Regions from separate parts of the Ovis aries genome. Here regions 2 and 3 are each linked to region 1. Evidence: chromatin contacts called from public Hi-C data. All regions are on one chromosome and are shown on one strand. The core of a region is the stretch at or near the end of the contact, and the rest is flanking DNA. Distances in the headings are between cores, read along the strand shown.

Region 1 (3,770 bases), core at 473-2,972:
AATGTAAGGAGCTTGGAGGGTACAAGGGTTGAGGAAGCAATCTAGAAAACCACAATGCAGCTGGTGGGTCATTTCCCCACAAATAACCTTTTTAGACCGGGTCCATAAAATGCAGTTTATTATCTAATTTTTTTTAGGGAGCCTCTTTTGTTAAATGTTAACAAAAGAACCACTATGCTAATTCCCTTTAAAATGCAATCCTTAAAAACAAAAATCAACTCTCAAGTCTTTTAAAAAAGTGCTTAAATCATCTGGAGATAAATATCACTTGGTGTCCTTGTTGCCTAACAAATGGCTTTTTCCATTGTTTCTATTAATTTCACCCATATTCGTTTTTTAAAAAACAAGGCCCTTATCCTCATCAGCAAAGGACAGACGTATGATTTAGCATATAAACCCGGTAATTACATACTAATTTACGAAAGATTAATTTTCTTTCTCTTTTCATCAGTTTTCAAGAAGTCTTCCCCTTGAAACTGTAAACAGGAATGGTTTACACCTCAAATTAGAAGCCATTAATTAGCGTGACGAAGTCAACTGCAAGATACACAGATAATTTAAATTATTTAATCACCAATCACCTCGACTAAAGTGTTCTATACTCTCTCATTATCCTTCGGTTAGGTTATCGATCTGTCACTACGTTACCTCCAGACCAGTTAGAGATAAATATTAGCGTTCTTGCCTTTCTCTCAGGTTTGCATTACTCCTTCTTGTAAACACTTAAAAAAGCTTTAAGGTTCTTCAATCCCAAATCCCTAATTAGCCATTACCAGCCTTTTTGTAAGAGGAAAAAGAGTCTCTGAAGTACAGATCAGGAGTTCGCTGTGCCCAGATAACAAAAAAAAAATTTTTTTTTTTTAAAAACGTACGCTTAAGGCAATGGCAGTAATAAAAGATATGCAGAGGTGGCTACAGCAAATAACGGGCTCGCAAACGCAAGCGCTTCTAACAAAAAGCGCCTGAAACCTCTATGGCAATATACAGCACTCCAATAAATTACACAACACTTTGCATAGGCTGCAGAAATAACGCAGGACAAGACTTACACAGATGCCCATCCGCAGCATTTATACACATGCACATGGCAAAGAGACAGAAACCAAACACTATCATTCAACTCGGGCAGGGTAGCGCGATCCCGAGTTTGCCCAGCGTGAGAGTGCTCTCTGCGTGTAGTGTCTGTGCGCGCGCGTGAGAGCGAGACCCGTCCTCGGGGCATTTCCCCTCTTTGGGCAGTTTTGCTTCATTTGTTTCCTATTTCTGCTACAGAGAAACTAACTTCCATCTCAGCCCCAGCCAGCGGCCGCTGAATAGAGCCTGTGCTGCGGCTCCGTGTGCGTCAGATTCCTCCGCGGAGCCGTGCCCGGCCCCCCTTGCTCGCTCGCTCGCTCCCTCCCTCCCGCGATCGGCCTCCACAGAGAAAGCGCCTTCCAGCCAACCGGCGGCTCCGGCTCCGACATCTTCGACTGGAAATAAATAAATAAATCGCACCTTCGGCCCCGGGAGCCGCGGGCTGGGGTCTCGCCGCGCCGGGTTGCGGGGGGCGCCGGGGCCGCGGGCAGGCGGGGGGCGGGGGGTCGGAGGCACTCCTTTTTCCCCCCCCTCTGGGCCGGGGGGTGGTGGGGGCGCGGGCTGCGGGCCGGCCGAGCCCGGGGCCGCGAAGGGCTGCGGACTCCTTTCTGCGGCGGAGGGATCCGCGGCGGAGGAGGCGGGCGGGCGGGCGGCTGGAGCCGCTTGCCTGAGAGTTGTTGTTTCCTCCTCCTCCTCCTCCGCCTCCGCCGCCGTCGCTTGAATGGTGGAGCCGAGGTTCGGGCTCGTGAACACACACTGACAGCTATAGGGCAGGCGGCGGCCCCGTCCCCGCTTCCCCTCGGCGGCGGGGCGTCCCGCCGGCGGCCCCGAAGTGACCCATAAACATGTCTCGTGAGAGGAAAGGCCTCTCGGAGCTGCGATCGGGTAAGTCGGGGGGCTCGCCGGGGCCGCCGGCGGCGGGGGGCGATCCCGCCCGCGGCCCCCCGCCCCCCGCCGCCGCCGCCCGGCCGCTCAGCCTGTGTGTGTCTCCCCCCCGTGTCCCTCTCTCTCCCGCGCAGAGCTCTACTTCCTCATCGCCCGGTTCCTGGAAGATGGACCCTGTCAGCAGGCGGCTCAGGTAGACGGCGGCGCGCGGCGCGGGCCGGGCCGGCGCTCGGCGCTCGCGGCGTGGGGGAGGGCGGCGGCGGCGGGAGCGGCGGGGCCGCGGCCCGGGGCGCGGGGGGCTCAGCTCTCCCCGCTTTGTTGTTGCAGGTGCTGATCCGCGAGGTGGCCGAGAAGGAGGTAAGGGCGGCGGCGGCGTGGCGCCGCGCGACCGCCCTTGGGCCGCCGCCGCCGGGGCGCCCGGGGCGCGCGGGGCTCGGGGGTGGGGGGGCTCGCCGGCGGGGGCGCGGGGCGGGCGGGGGAGGGGCGCGGGCGGGCCGGGGCGCGGGGGGCCGGGCTCACGGGGCGTCCTTTCCCCCCCCGCACCCCACAGCTGCTGCCCCGGCGCACCGACTGGACCGGCAAGGAGCATCCCAGGACCTACCAGAATCTGGTGAGACATTCACGTCGCGGAGCAAAGAAACTTTTCCCCGAGTCGAATAAAAATTGAATTTCCCGCAATTTTTTTTTTTTTTTAACCGAGACAAAAACTTGGCCCCAGAACCCGAAAGCTCCCGAGGCCCCCGGGGAGGGTTGGGGAGGGGCGGCGCGGGGGACTTGCAGGGGGCTAGTGGGGCGGGGGGGACCCGCACCCCGGGGCCGCAGGGGCTGCCGACGATTTATTTGCGATATTTTGTTAACGTGCTAGAAATAAAGATACGTCATGAGTGTTGTGCAGTGCAAGGCCGGAGGAGGAGGGGCCGGCGCGCGCGTCCGTGCGGCCGCGGGGGCGCGCGCGAGGCGGCGGCGGCGGCGGGAGCGGGAGCGGGAGCGGGAGCGGCGCGAGGGAGGCGGGCGCGCTCGCTCTGCACGCGCGCTCGGCATTGCTTTCTCCTGCCGCACACAATAGCTGGTGACTAACTGCTCCGAAGTGGCATTAGCATTTCACAAGCGGGCTATTCAGCCGCGGCGGAACCGCAGCAAGACGTGTGTGCCTCTTTTTCTCTTTTAAATCTCTCGTTTTTTTGGAGGGGGACTCTCTTCCCTTCAGACTTAGGTTTTTTTTTTTTTTTTTTTTGATCGGAAGGGTTCGGATGTGTGATGATCGTGGGCCATCGGCACCTCTTGGATCTATCTGCCCAAGATTTTTTTTTTTTCCACGGAAGTGAAAAGCCTGTAAACCCTAAAGCGAGGCGTTGAACCAGGCTTTTTTTCTCCTTTTGCTAATTCTCGCGTTAGGCCCCTCGTTCAATTAAAAGCTAGTGTTGGAGGCCACTGAAGAGTTCTGATTTTTAAAAAAATTTTATCTGTATACTTACTGTGGAGTGGAGATAGGCAAGTAAAACTTTTCCAGTTTCTAGCGGGACGTTTTGTTTTTTAGGTTCAAAAATAGCTCTGTCTTAATTTTGTGGGTTTTCGAAGTGAGTGTTTTTGTCATTTCTAAAAAAAGTTGAAAGTGAAGCTATCACTTTTAAGTATTGTGAAGGGCCTAGTAGGATATTTGTATTGGCGAGTTTTGTATTCGGTGCTAATTTGTCCTCTTGAACTCGTGGAGGTGGTCTGTCTCTGTGTGTGATGGGCAGTTCAGGCAGTCAACGGGGGCAGAGCAAAGAGCAAGCCTTTGAAATCTCTGCAGTGCCTTGGTTTTTCTGAGA
Region 2 (3,770 bases), core at 556-3,055, 180 kb after region 1:
TGATTGATCCTGTTTTACATATTTGAAGTTGCAGCCATGTGAGCTCCATATACATTTTAAGCAAAAACTTAAGAATTAGTTATATTATTCAAATACGTCTGCAACACTGGCAGCAGTTTTGGGGAGAAAATATATTTCTATATATTAAATTCATTTTATTCACATAATTTATAATTAGCAGCAGATCCTTCTAAACTGTAAATCATTTAGAGGCATCTTTCCAATATGACTTTTAAAATAAATCTATGCTTATAAATGCAATCTATGTTTATAAGTACAAATAAAACTTCTCCTTAAAATAAAGACTTGCTTTTTCAGGGTGTGTCATTTCTAACAAGAGCATTTTTAAGAACTCAGTGTTGGGGGGACACAAATCACGGCTCTGGCCTTCAGGCTACTCTGTAATATGAGGGATCTGAGACAGCCTATGAAGTCTGTGCTTTCTTATTCTCTTTCATTCTAATTATCTGGAGCCTAGGCTAGTTGAAAGAAACCTAGATTTTGGTTTTGAGAATACAGGAGTTCAAATATAACCCTGAGTGTTATTTAACCTCCTTAAATCTGGAAAGTGGGGATATTAAAACCTGCTTAACAGGGGTATTGCACGAATTAAATAAGACTCATTCATTTTTTTTTTTAAAGTGGGCTTAGGGCAAGATTTATTTAGGGATTTGTTTCAGGAACATCTCTGGTAAGAAGAGGTATTTCATATATGTGGCATGTACAATACAATGGCTTAATTTTCTTTTTTAAGCTAAAACTAAACAATTCGGAGAAAATTTTGAGTCTTTATAAAACGAAAATGGGTACAATATTCCCCCTATCTCGCCCCAGCCTCACATTACTTTTTGCGAAAAATACCAAAGACTCACTTTCATGTAAAGCTTTCCCCGGCTGGGAGGAGGGGTGCAGAATAAAAACAAAAAAATGAGACCATGTCTAGCACATTACTTATGCAAGCATTTACATCTTATTGTTTCAAGCTTAACAGTTCGTCATTTCAAGGTTAAAAACAAAATACTGCAACAAGTGATACCAAATAAAACCCCACTCAATTTTAATTCTTTTGTTTTACAAGTCACTGCGGGTGATAATTACTTTCCCCTAGAAGGATAGGCTGGGAAAGATTGAAGGCGAGGGGAGAAGGGGACGACAGAGGATGAGATGGCTGGATGGCATCACCGACTCGATGGACACGAGTTTGAGGAAACTCCGGGAGTTGGTGATGGACAGGGAGGCCTGGCGTGCCGCAGTTCATGGGGTCGCTGAGTCGGACACGACCGAGCGACTGAACTGAACTGAGCAGGATGGACCAGAGATACACACTCAGCCAGGTCCTCGCGGCCCCTCACGCCGCCGATGACACAAAGGTGTCCTAGACGCTCAAAACCCTCCCCGCCCCTACCCTCCGCCGCCGCCTTTCCGCGGTCGGGCGGGAAGCTCCTGGCCGGCGGAGCTCTCACCTGCACGCCCTGCTGCCGGAGGCTCTGCGTGATGTAGTCCAGGCGGCGGCAAACGCTCTTCTTGGCCTCGGCCGCCGCCTCCTTGGTGCTGCTCACCCGCACGACCACCTGCGCCCGGTCCGGGCTCGCAGACACCTCCGCGGTGCCGCTGACATGCACCTCGCGGGAGGGGGTTTGGGCCGGCGCTGAGGAGAGAGGGCGGCGGAGGCCGGGCAGCGTCTCTCCACCCGAGAGCAGATAGTTCTCCCGGCCTCGGTCAGCCCAGGGAAGCAGTTCCACGAACACCCGCGACTGAGGGGTCTGTTGCAACGACATAGCGATGGCAGCTTGGTTGTCCGTAGCAACTCAGAGCCGACGGCGGCCGAAGGGGTCCAAGGCCTCAAGGCTGGCGCGGCGCGGCGCAAAGGATATCGGGATGGGCTTGGCGGTCCGGGAGCCGCTGTGGAGGACGGGAGCTACGCTGTGCGGAGGCTTTTGCCGCGTCTCCTTTACGAGTTGTTGGCTGAGCGCGGCGCTGTGGTTTTTAACTTGCTTACCTGGTGGCCTTGGAAAACCTGAGGGAGGTTTCTATGCGACCACCCTCTCAGTGAGCTCCCCTTTCTACGCCGTCCGTCTGCCTCGGCCGGCGACGCGCCGTGCATCCCTCGGAAGTTTCCTCAGAGGCCGGAACGGCTCTTTTTATTCTTAATCTGCCGTGGGTCTCCGATTGTCCCAATTTTGTCTTTACTTTTGTCTAACTTTACTATTCCACTTGCGCAGTGGACCCCACGGCACCGTAGAGCGCCAGAAATTTGTGTTGGCTTGAACTTTACCAGTTTGATCATAGAAGTTTATGATTCCTAGAATCTCAGTTTCATCGCCTCTAAAGCCGTGTTGATAATACGTTCCACGTTTGCAATGTGATCATAAAGTAATTGCCATATGGAAAGCAGAAAATAATGGATAATGATAATAGCTAAAGCTTTGCCATGCTTTTCAAATCTCTTGAATTTTCTCTAAAATTCCTGGAATGGTTCTGGCCTTGAATAAGGACAAGACAAACTCTAGTGGTATCAAAGCACATTCAACAGCGACATGGCAAAACCTTACACTACTTAGTTCTTATCTTTACCCTTTGCTTGAAAAATATCACAATCTTTAACCTAGTGACCCGCATTAAGTAGATTTTCTTCCTACCAATAATAATGATGTATAAAAATAGCCCTGTCCCAGAGGAAAAATATTTTTTTTTGATAATTTTTTTTTAAAGACAACTATTCTCTTGAAAGGAGCCTGAAAAAGCCAACCGACAATCCTCAGGTAGTTTCTTCTCTATCATTATTCTTTTATTTTTGATGAGTAAGATGATTCAACTAAATCAGACAGTACCCGCAGCCCCTTCATTGGTTCATGGATAGTTTTGTATATATTTATTTTGATGTATATTGTTAGATAAAAGCAATTATATGTTAGTATTTTAATTTTAAAAACCTTTCTACTATGTTTTTAAATAATTTATCACCAAAAATAATGTTTCTTGAATCTTGTGGAGAATTCTTTTTGTTTAATGATAAATGTGGAAAAATATAATCTTCAAGGCGAACCATTGAATGAATGAACATCATAGGTAAAAAGCAATAGGAGTTTTAAGTGCATATAAATATTTAGGGTATGATAAAAGTAAGTTTCAAATACCTGGGAAAATGGTACAGGGATAATTGGTTGGCTATGTGAAAAAAGTATTGATCTGTATCTTAACATGCACTAAAAATAAAATCCAGATGAGGCAAAAAATAAAAAGAGAAGAGAGAGTGGGTAAATATAAATATAGGAATGAGAAGGACTTTCTAGGCATGATTTCAAATGCAGCAACCATAAGGAAAGGCCTGACAAATTTGATTACACTAAAAGAATGTCAGTATGTGAAACAAAACAAAAAGGTGAGGGGCAAATAAATTGGGAAAAAATGTTTGTATAAAAAGCTAATAGTCTTAATGTTTAGTGAGCTCTTACCAGAAAAAAATGAAAGAAAAATGAATAATTTTACAGAGGTAAACCTTGGATCATTCATAGCTGCCATAATAAAATACCATGGAGTGGGTGGCTTAGAAATTTATTTTCTCTGGAAAGCTAAGAAATCCAAGATGAAGGTTTGGTGTCTCCTTGGTTTGTAGACAACCTTCTCACTATGACCTCACGTGACCTTTCTTATGTGCACAAGGATCCCTGGTATTTCTCTTATAAGAAGGCCAGTTCTGAAATCCCCTGGAGAAGGGAATGGCAACCCACTTCAGTACTCTTGCCTGGAGAATTCCATGGACAGAGGAG
Region 3 (3,770 bases), core at 659-3,158, 180 kb before region 1:
TTTCTAGGATACTAATTCATTACTGTGAAAATTAACAAAGAAAAATGTCACACATTAAAATTAATTACTTGATGATGCTATTTAATACATATTTGTAGCCTTTGGGTAACTAAAATGGATTTGGCCATATTTGTAGCGTAAGGTCTCAGTGTTTTCCTATGTGAACTTTTGCCTCCCAACATGATTATAAAACTAACTATGTGTAATTTTGCTTTAAAAATTTTTATGTAAGTGGAATTATTCAGTATGGTCTTTTATACTTGCCTTCTTTCACAAAGCACTTTGTTTTTGACATTCATCCGGGGAGGAATATTTTATTCCTCTTCATCAAGTTGAGTAGTATTCTATTGTATATAGTTACTAAACTTTGTTTAACCATTCACTAGTGCTTTTCCTGTATCTGTTGAAAAACTGTTTTTTTTTTTTCCTTTATTCTATTAATATGTTGAACTACTTTGATTGACTTTCAGATGTTAAACCAATTTTGCATTCCCAGGATAAACTTCACTGGTCATGAAGTCTTATCCTCTTAAATGTTGCTGGATTTGACTTCCTAAAAAGACCTTTTTTAATTGAGGTAGAGCTGATGTAGAATATTATATAGATTCCAAGTATTCAACACAAAGGTGATTCACAATTTTTAAAATTTACATTTCATTTACAGTTAATTTACTAAAATATTATTCAAGATTTCATGTCTGTGTTTATGAAGGAAAGTGATCTCTAGTTCTACTTTTGAGGTTTTATCACTGGTTATGGTATCAGGTATCAGAGTAAGAATGATTTCATAAAATAAATCCAGAGTGTTTATTTTATATTAAAATACTTTATATTTTATTTTATATATTTTATATTTATATTTAATCCAGGCATCCAATGCCTATTGAATGCCTTGCAGAACTTTGAGAAACATTAAATTGTGCATATTTGAATTGTCATTTAAATATGTTCCAAAAAATAAAATAATCCTATCTGACCTTGTTCAGTCTTTTCTAATTTCCATAGTGCTGCTGCTGCTGCTGCTAAGTCGCTTCAGTCGTGTCCGACTCTGTGCGACCCCACAGACGGCAGCCCACCAGGCTCCCCCGTCCCTGGGATTCTCCAGGCAAGAACACTGGAGTGGGTTGCCATTTCCTTCTTCAATGCATGAAAGTGAAAAGTGAAAGTGAAGTCCTCAGTCCTGTCCGACTCCTAGCGACCCCATGGACTGTAGCCTACCAGGCTCCTCCGTCTATGGGATTTTCCAGGCAAGAGTACTGAGTGGGGTGCCATTGCCTTCTCCGAACTTCCATAGTAAACACACCCTATTCACCTTCAAGCCTAGTTTGCTGGTGACTGAATTAGTAAAAGATATGAAATCAGATTTTAGGAAATTATTCCTTAGCAGGTTTAGAGTTTACTGTCCCTAGAAATCTAGAAGGGGAAACTGAGACCCTTAGAGACTGCCAGACTGTCTCAGAACAGAGTACCTTCCCACTTTCAAAGCTCTGCACCACATAGCACTCATTACAAGCTTTTACAGGAAACATAAAATGCTTGCTGCGTATACATTTACCTTATAAAGTTAATGTGTCCATCCTTACTCTTTTTCCTTCTTATGAAGGCCCACACGTCCTACTGATAACTATCCAAATACGGAGCAACAAAACAATGAAACTCCAGGATCCCGTGGCTTGCGGGGGTTACTAGTTGAACTGGGCATGCTCAGTCGCCAGGCAGATTTTTCGGTGAAGTGGAAACTACAACAGCGCGTACCGTGCGCGCGGAGGTGGGCGTGCCCTCGTGGAATTTAGAACGTTGCCGCAGCCAATGGGGCCTCGCGGCCGGCTGCCGGGGCTCCTCATTGGAGGAGCGGGGAGACCAGCGAGTAGAGGGCCCCTGGAGGGAGCCGCCGAGGTTGAGGTCCCGGAGGCCGGGCTACGCCAAGACCTGCGCGTGAGCAGCTGCGGCGGCGGCAGCATCCAGCGGCGGTGCCAGTAGTTCCAGCCCGTTGCTTTACTTTTAAGCTGCACGAATACAGTCATTATGCCGAAGAGAAAGGTAAGTCTTACCCGAAAAGATTTCAAAGGCCTTCAGACTGTGAGAAGAGCAAATCTTGCCATTGCTATGGATGGCGCGGAATGCACTCGGTAGTAACTCGGGGGCGGCGATTCTCTTTGCTCCTTCAGGCTTGTTTTCAGGTGCCTGTTGCAAATCTTGCTCCCTCCCTCTGTCTTCATCGATCTCTGGATGTTACTTTCTTTACGGCGACGCGACTTCCCTTCTTTTCGAACTCATTCTAGCCGGAATGGTTTCTACCTCGAACAAGAAGCAAAAGCGCTTTGCACACCCCCCCCGCCCCCCCGCTTCCAGAAGGGGAGTTTTCTCTTTCCAAAACTGCCAGGTTGAGGTTAGTGTGCAGGAAAAAGCAGCGAGACCGGGGGCGGGGCGGGGGTGGGGGGGGGGAGGGCAGAGGGGAAGGGAGGGGTAACAAGTAACACGCAGAGGGAGATCGAAAATGAATCCAGTAAGTCGGGCAGATGTCGGGGTTATTCCCTTGTGGGCCGTGCCCACGCCGGTGCGCCGCGAAGGCGCTCAGGCCACGGGAGAGGGAAAGCCATGTTTTAACTGAGCGCTCACCCCGCTGCCGCCCCCGCTGCAGACCCGTATGTGCCCATTCCAGTGTCGGGCAGGGCAGGGCGGCTGGACCTGCGTGCAGTTGGCGGCGGGGACTCGCGGAGTTGGCCCTGCGCAGGAATGGGACGCCTCCGGGGGCGCGCGCAACTGTGTTTGCAAAGGGCAGGGGTCACCGGGTCCGATTCGGCGACCCGAACTCACACTCGGTCCGGGAAGGCGGGCTTCGCGTGCTCTCGCGCCCCTGGGTGCGGAGGGGGGACCTGGGGTCCCTCCTGGAGGACTATTATGTGTCCCCTTCCGCGCAGGCCCCGGACACCCAAGTGACTCGCACCAGGGACGCACGTTTCCCTCGGAGTCCGGCTGCGACTTATCATTGTCCCAGGGAAGGAGGGGAAGGCTTTTTTCCACCCCGAGGAGAAACTGCAGTGTGGCGGCTGTCGCTGAGAAAATACTTTGCACCCTCCCACCGCCTGGCCTCGCGTGTCCAACAGTATTAAGCAGTGAGGGTATTAAATTGGAAGCAAAAGGGCAAAGAGTATGTTGCTATATCAGTTAAAGATGGTGGAATGATGTGTGTTTGTAAGTGATCTCATTGTTTTCAAAATCTTGCAGCTTTAAAAATACAGAGGCTTTTGCCTTTTTATCTGTCCTTATTTAGAAGTTGATGGAAACTTGTCTCCATTTGGAAAAAGAAATATTATAATTAAAAGTTTTTTAAAAAGAGTTTATTGTGCACATACTATATGCCTCATACTGTGGGCGGAGTTTGATTTAACGTCGCATTTAAACCTCAGAACCCCTTGAGAGATGGTGGTATTGCGATTGAACTGGGGCTATAAGACAGGAATTACCTAAGAATCTCAGATACCAATAACTAGTACCAAAGGTTTAATTAGATGCTGTAGGTAAAGGCTTTCTTTCAGACATTGTTTACTCGTTCTCTTTATTTACTCATTCATGGGTAGTGAAGAGGAATTTGAAATGCAAAGAAACGCCCAGCCTGAGAAGATGAATGGCATATTAAGAGTACTAATATTTCAGATTTATTAGTTAAACGTAATTATTATGAAAGTACGGTTTTTCCAGTACTACAATGAGGATGTTAGAATGATGCCACCATTTTCGGCATTTTAACTTTGGTTTAATGATGAGGT

What was found. Hi-C and Micro-C count contacts between places; a contact is called where the count stands out from the background.
Region 2: a Hi-C map of tail adipose tissue shows a contact between it and region 1, with 2.0 times the contacts expected there. The contact joins the promoter of IRAK1BP1 here to the promoter of PHIP in region 1. A contact is called at or near these places in 4 of 16 Hi-C or Micro-C datasets (hypothalamus, skin fibroblasts and tail adipose tissue).
Region 3: a contact with region 1 is called in a Hi-C map of hypothalamus, with 3 times the contacts expected there. The contact joins the promoter of HMGN3 here to the promoter of PHIP in region 1. A contact is called at or near these places in 4 of 16 Hi-C or Micro-C datasets (blood, hypothalamus, muscle and 1 more).

Annotation. Positions count from the first base shown.
Region 1 is chr8:5,934,542-5,938,311 of ARS-UI_Ramb_v3.0, reverse strand. PHIP (pleckstrin homology domain interacting protein) reads left to right here and starts at 1,722. Exons shown (of 40, transcript XM_060419190.1): 1 at 1,722-1,959; 2 at 2,094-2,152; 3 at 2,287-2,316; 4 at 2,510-2,569. The coding sequence starts at 1,920.
Region 2 is chr8:5,752,156-5,755,925 of ARS-UI_Ramb_v3.0, reverse strand. IRAK1BP1 (interleukin 1 receptor associated kinase 1 binding protein 1) reads right to left here and starts at 1,805. Exons shown (of 4, transcript XM_004011114.6): 1 at 1,464-1,805. The coding sequence starts at 1,778.
Region 3 is chr8:6,112,338-6,116,107 of ARS-UI_Ramb_v3.0, reverse strand. It overlaps HMGN3 (high mobility group nucleosomal binding domain 3), which reads left to right and starts at 1,908. Exons shown (of 7, transcript XM_042253160.1): 1 at 1,908-2,040. The coding sequence starts at 2,026. It overlaps LOC121820140 (a long non-coding RNA gene), which reads right to left and starts at 2,738. Exons shown (of 3, transcript XR_006060562.2): 1 at 2,620-2,738; 2 at 1,556-2,294.